Linked DNA regions of Sus scrofa: region 1 is linked to region 2. The links are chromatin contacts, called in public HiChIP or PLAC-seq maps. All regions are on one chromosome and are shown on one strand. The core of a region is the stretch at or near the end of the contact, and the rest is flanking DNA. Distances in the headings are between cores, read along the strand shown. Region 1 holds the start of PMEPA1 (prostate transmembrane protein, androgen induced 1). Region 2 holds the start of ZBP1 (Z-DNA binding protein 1).

Region 1 (2,700 bases), core at 122-2,621, 68 kb before region 2:
TCATGCAACGCCGGAACCTTACCCGGCAGAGGGAGGCCAGGGATGGAACCTGTGTCCTCATGGATCCTAGTCAGTTGCCTTACCCCTGAGCCATGATGGGAAACTCCATGAAATACCAATAACCTTTAAACCCTGTTTCCCCGTGTAGCAAAAGTAGGCTCTGCTCATCACTAGCATTCCAGGCATTACAGAGATGTGTGGATATTTAAGAATTACAAATATATGGGGGGGAGGGGCAAATACCCCAAAGACGGGAATTCCGCCTCAAACCCCTCCATTGGGACCCTAAGCCAGCGACCCCTAGGCCAGTTTCCGTGTCTGTAAAATCAGGATTTTTTAAAATATTTCTGCCTCTCTGAGTAGGCGTCAGATTGCGTTCATGTTTAGTAAGTTTCTGACACGAGTAAATAAGTGCTTGCTAAATAAATAGAGATTTAGGGCTGGGTCTAGGAGGGGACACACCAAGTGTTGAGAGTTTGGCGATGTGCCAGGGAGGGGGGCCTCTTACGTAACATTTTAATATCTTTTTAATTCCAGGAGAATGTGTTCTTGTAGCACTTGTGTAATTAAAACTCGAAATAAAAGCGCACCCCCGCACTTCCTCCCCCTTCTTTAGAACACCGGAGCCGCGCCCCCTACGGCCGGTGGCCCCTCGGGCAGCAGACGTTGGGTGTGGATTTGCCCCGGGCCCCGCCGGCGGGGAGGTTCCCCGTCCCCGACGCGTATTTACATGACAAGGGCTCCCGGGCGTTTCTCGGAGCTGTCGGGGGCGTTTCTCAGAACTGTCCGGGACGCGTCTACCGGAGTTCCACGCTTCCCCAGTCGACCTCATCTGGGTCGGGTTAAAGTGCGTGGGGGTCGCAAACGGCTTGGGGCCTCTTGGGGCTGCAGATCTGGAGTCGGGGAGTTTCCTGCGAAATCAGGTAATGGGTGACCTGGAGGACGGGCCCCTGGTCCCTAATCCCGAGCCCCAGGGACCTCGTACTCTCGGGGGCATGGGGGCAAACTTCCCCCGAAAGCCTGGGTCAAGGACCCTGGGGGCCGGGTTGCGAGGAACGCATCCGCCACGCGCGGGGGTGCGGCTGGGACCCAAACCTGCTCCCCGCCCCCGGCCTGGTGTGTGCGGGGCAGAGCTTCCAAACCGACCCCCGTAGGGGAGCGGACGCTACGACCTTCCTCCAGCGCGCGGGTCGCGGGTCTACGCGGGCCGCCCGGCGCTGGCCCTTTAAGAGCCCGCCCCCTTCCCCGTCACCCCGCCCCGCGGCCCGGGGAGGGGGTGCGGGGGAACCTCGGCGGGGATTGGCGCAGCGCGCGCCCCCTCCCCGGCCCCCGCGCGGTGGGAACCGGCAGCCCCGTCTAGCGCTGACGTCAGACCGTCTGCCTGCCTCCGACCGCGGTCTCGGAGCGAAACCCGATCTCCTTGGACTTGAATGAGGAGGAGGCGGCGGCGGCGGCGGAGGCGCTCGGCTGGGGGAAGCCAGCAGCAGAGGCTCAGCGCCGGCGGCAGCGCGCGCCCCGGCTGCCAGCCCATTTCCCGGACGCCACCCACGGGCACTGCCGACGCCCCGGGGGCTGCGGAGGGGCAGCCGGGGGGCGCGGGGGAGCGCGGCCCCGAGCACTGAGTCCCGCGGCGCCCCGGGAACTTGGCGGCGCCCCGAGCCCGGCGAGCCGGGGCGCGCCTTCCCCGCCGCGCGCCTCCTGCATGCGGGGCCCGAGCGCCGGGCGCCGGCCGGAGCCCCCCCGGCCGCCCCCGAGCCCCCTGCGCTCCGCGCCGCGCCGCCGCGCCGTCCATGCACCGCTTAATGGGGGTCAACAGCACCGCCGCCGCCGCCGCCGGGCAGCCCAATGTCTCCTGCACGTGCAACTGCAAACGCTCTTTGTTCCAGAGCATGGAGATCAGTGAGTGACCCCGCGCCCCCCTCCCCCGAGGCCCCTACGGGCTCGGACCCTGAGTCAGGCGCAAATGCGGGCGGGGACTTGGGCCGTGCGCGCCCCCTCGGGCCGTGCGCCCTGCGCCCCGGCTGCGCCCGCCGCGCCCCGGGCGCGCCCTCCCGGCTCGCGGCAGCTGGCCGCCGGCCCGGCTTTGTCCCGCGGCGCTGCGAGCCTGGCACGGCCCCCGCAGTCCGCGCCCCGCCCGCCGGGACTCGGACCCGGGGCCGGGCGGAGGGGAGGCCGGAGGGGCGCCCGGCGCGGGAGGGCTGGGGCGGGTGGATCCATGAAGAGTTTCCATTTTATTTCCCTAAGGGGCAGTCGCGATGGAGCAATTAGGCCGGCTCTTTATCAACTTTGGCTTGGGGGCGGGGGGGGGGGTGTCGGGTGTGTGAGACACTGTCTGGCCTGCGCGGTGTCTGGGGCTCCGGGTGTGTGTCTGGAGTGTGCGTGGCGCTGTGGGTCTGTGTGAGTGGGTTTCCGTGCGTCTGTGGAGCGTGCGTATCTGTGTGTCTCTGTCTGGGTCTGGCGTCCCTCTCTGGGTGTCTGTGTGTCTGGCTCGCGAGCCGCCCCAAGAGTCTGTGTTCTCAAGTCTTGTCGGATCTCTGGGGCTCTCTGTGTCCCGGTCTGGGTGCATCTCTCTGGGGGTCTGGGGACCGTTTGAACCCAGGTGTCTGAATCTAGGGCTCCGCGCTGGCGGCTCTGGCTGAACGTGGATCCTGAGTGTGTGTCATTGTGTGAGTGTCTGTGTCCCCGACGCACCTATAAATA
Region 2 (2,903 bases), core at 349-2,848:
TTTCCTACCATTTGGGACAGGTGAGAGGCCCCCTAACTCAGAGGGACCAGGCAAAGGGGACGCAGGCCCAGATTGGTGAGCGGGCGCCACCTGGTGGCCAGTCTTGGTATGGCGGCTTCCTGTAGCCTGCAGGGGCCCAGCCGGAGCCCCCAGCGGAGGGTGCCTCGACATTTCAACTCCACTCTCCCAATTATTCCGCATTTAAAACTAATATTGTCAATTCACATAGAGATATATGTTTCTCCTGTTTGCTTATTTTAAAAGAGTAAGGGAATTCCTGTCATGGCGCAGAGGAAACGAATCCGACTATTATCCATGAAGACGCAGGTTCGATCCCTGGCCTTGCTCAGTGGGTCAAGGATCTGCTGTTGCTGTGAACTGTGGTGTAGGTTGCAGACATGGCTTGGATCCCTTGTTGCTGTGGCTGTGGCTGTGGCTGGCAGCTGTAGCTCCAATTTGACCCCTTCCATATGCTGTGGCTGCAGCCCAAAAAAAGCAAAAAAAAAAAAAAAAAAAAAAAAAAAAAAGAACAAAAGCCTCACTGTGGTTTTTATTGACTTGTCCAACACTCCGCCTTGGGTTCGAATAAAGTCACCTGGGACCTTCAGCCCCACCTCCTGAGACTGGGATTTTTTTGTTCTGAGGAGGGCCAGGCATTGGGTTTTTTCCCTGCTTGCTTTACAAAGACAGCTTTGAGACAAGCCTCTGGGACCCCTTCCATGGATATACTTGTCCTGAATGCCTCCCTTTGTGGAAATGCTGGGGATGATGTCCCCCTGGGCGCCCCACCCTGGCGCCCCCTCCTTCCCTCTACAGCTGGGACCCCGATCCCAGGGGCTTCTGGGGACGAGTCCCTGACCCTGTGGGCTGCCTCACCTTGAGCAAGTGGCTCAGTTTCCTCTCTGAGAAAAGAGACCAGTATCAGCCCCTACGCCCCGCCGATGAGTCAGAGGCACACGGGATCACAGAGCATGCAGAAGGGACTCAGGAAAGAGGGCTGGCGTTGTGCTTTTCCCCCCCTTTTTTGGTGAAACTGTTAACTTCTTTTATTTTTTATTTAAAAAAATTTTTAAATAGTGATTTTTATTTTCTCTATTATAGTTGGTTTACAGGGTTCTGTCAATTTTCTACTGAACAGCAAACTGACCTAGTCTCGCGCACACGCGCACGCACACACACACACACACACACACGCACATTCTTTTTCTCACATTATCCCCCATCAAGCTCCATCACAAGTGACTAGATATAGTTCCCAGTGCCACACAGCAGGATCTCATTGCTTAGGGCTGCCGTTATGACATATACAAAGGTGAACAGGGCACCCCCCAGGTGTCTTGGTGGGCTTGTGGGGGTCACAGTGGGAGCCCTCGGCCCCAGAGGAAGGTCTGGCCTTGCCCAGCTCAGCAACTCCCCACGGGCATCTAGTTGCAGCCGTAACTCTGTCTTGCTCCGTTCTACTTTCAGTTTTGTTTCTTTCGAATACCACACAGACAAGTTTCATTTTCTTCATGCCCTGAATCTGCTCATTCAGTGACGAGGCCTGTTTCCGGGCACGTGAACAGCTCACATCTGGTGAGTGAAGCTGGAACATCCTCACAGCTGCCAGCAGCCCCAGGCTGGGTCACAAAACGACACTCAGCCTCGGCCGGACCCACCTTCTCAAGGCCATGGAGTCGGAGCAGGCCACTGTCCCCAAGGCTCCCAGGCTCCCAGCGGCTGCTGCCGACGTGGCCGAGACCCCTGCCGACCCAGAGGATGCAGGTACCTTCTAAGGAACAGGGGACATTCCTGGGTGGAACTTGCACTTTGTCCTGGTTCCTTTTCTCGGCCGATCACAGCCCTGATAGCAAAGCAGGAGCGAGAAAGAGGGAGAGAGGCCATTGGGTCTGACTCAGAGCCTCCATCTGCCCCGGGCAGCTTGCAACACGCTTGGTGTGCATGTTGCAAGGACCCCCGGGGCAAGCCTGATGGCCGTTCCGTCTTCCACCTGAGATCCCTGAGGCTCTGCTGGTGAAACAACCCCACTGAGCCTGGGACCCGAGCCCCTGTCCTCACCCTCGGTTTGGAGGAAGAACAGAAGTTTGGACGGGTGGCCCCGGGCTTGTGCCTGGCTGCATCCTGCTTCCTTCTCTCCTGGGATAACTTTGCTTCAGGCAGCGCTGAGTGACAGCCAGTTGTTATTGAGCCATTGCTGTGCTCTAGGCGCCCCCCCCACACAACAAAAGCTCGTGGGCTGTGACCTGAGGGGCTTTTTGTTTCTTCGTTTGTGTTTTGTGATCATGAGCTCATTTAATCCTCACCAGGAGTTCCCCTCGTGGCTCAGTGGTTAATGAATCCGACTAGGAACCAGGAGGTTGAGGGTTCGATCCTGGCCTTGTTCAGTGAGTTAAGGATCCGGTTGCTGTGAGCTGTGGTGTAGTTTGCAGACACGGCTAGGATCCCGCGTTGCTGTGGCTCTGGCGTAGGCCGGCGGCTCCAGCTCCGATTCGACCCCTACCTAGCCTGGAAACTTCTCTATGCCATGGGTGTGGCCCTAGAAAAGGCAACAAAACAAAACAAACAAACAAACAAAAAATCCTTACCGCAATCTTTCATGGAGCCACACGTTTCACTGTTTCCCAGATAGCAGGTGACAGAACTGGGTAGCAGGTGACAGAAGTGGGTCTCAAACCCAGAAAAGAGAGCAAGCCGGGGAGGGCGGCTGACCGGGTGTGGCCCAGGGGCCCCGGCTGTTCCCCAAGGTCCTGTCATACTTCCCGAGGGGACCTGCCGGTACCTGTCAGGGGCACTTCGTGACCAAATTTAACTTCCTCCGCTGCGGGCTTTCCAGGGGTCCCTCGCTTCGTCCATTTCACAGCTTCCGGTTCCCCAGCTGGGAGAGCGAGCCAAGGAGGCCAGCC

The links. HiChIP or PLAC-seq counts read pairs in DNA pulled down with a chosen protein or histone mark.
Region 1: an H3K27ac HiChIP or PLAC-seq map of alveolar macrophages shows a contact between it and region 2. The contact joins the promoter of PMEPA1 here to the promoter of ZBP1 in region 2. A contact is called at or near these places in 1 of 47 Hi-C or Micro-C datasets (embryonic fibroblasts) and 2 of 2 datasets of contacts at active chromatin or transcription factors (alveolar macrophages and skeletal muscle).

What each region holds. Positions count from the first base shown.
Region 1 is chr17:58,052,345-58,055,044 of Sscrofa11.1, reverse strand. PMEPA1 (prostate transmembrane protein, androgen induced 1) reads left to right here and starts at 1,371. Exons shown (of 4, transcript NM_001123203.1): 1 at 1,371-1,899. The coding sequence starts at 1,890.
Region 2 is chr17:57,984,812-57,987,714 of Sscrofa11.1, reverse strand. It overlaps ZBP1 (Z-DNA binding protein 1), which reads left to right and starts at 1,598. Exons shown (of 9, transcript NM_001123216.1): 1 at 1,598-1,764. The coding sequence starts at 1,671.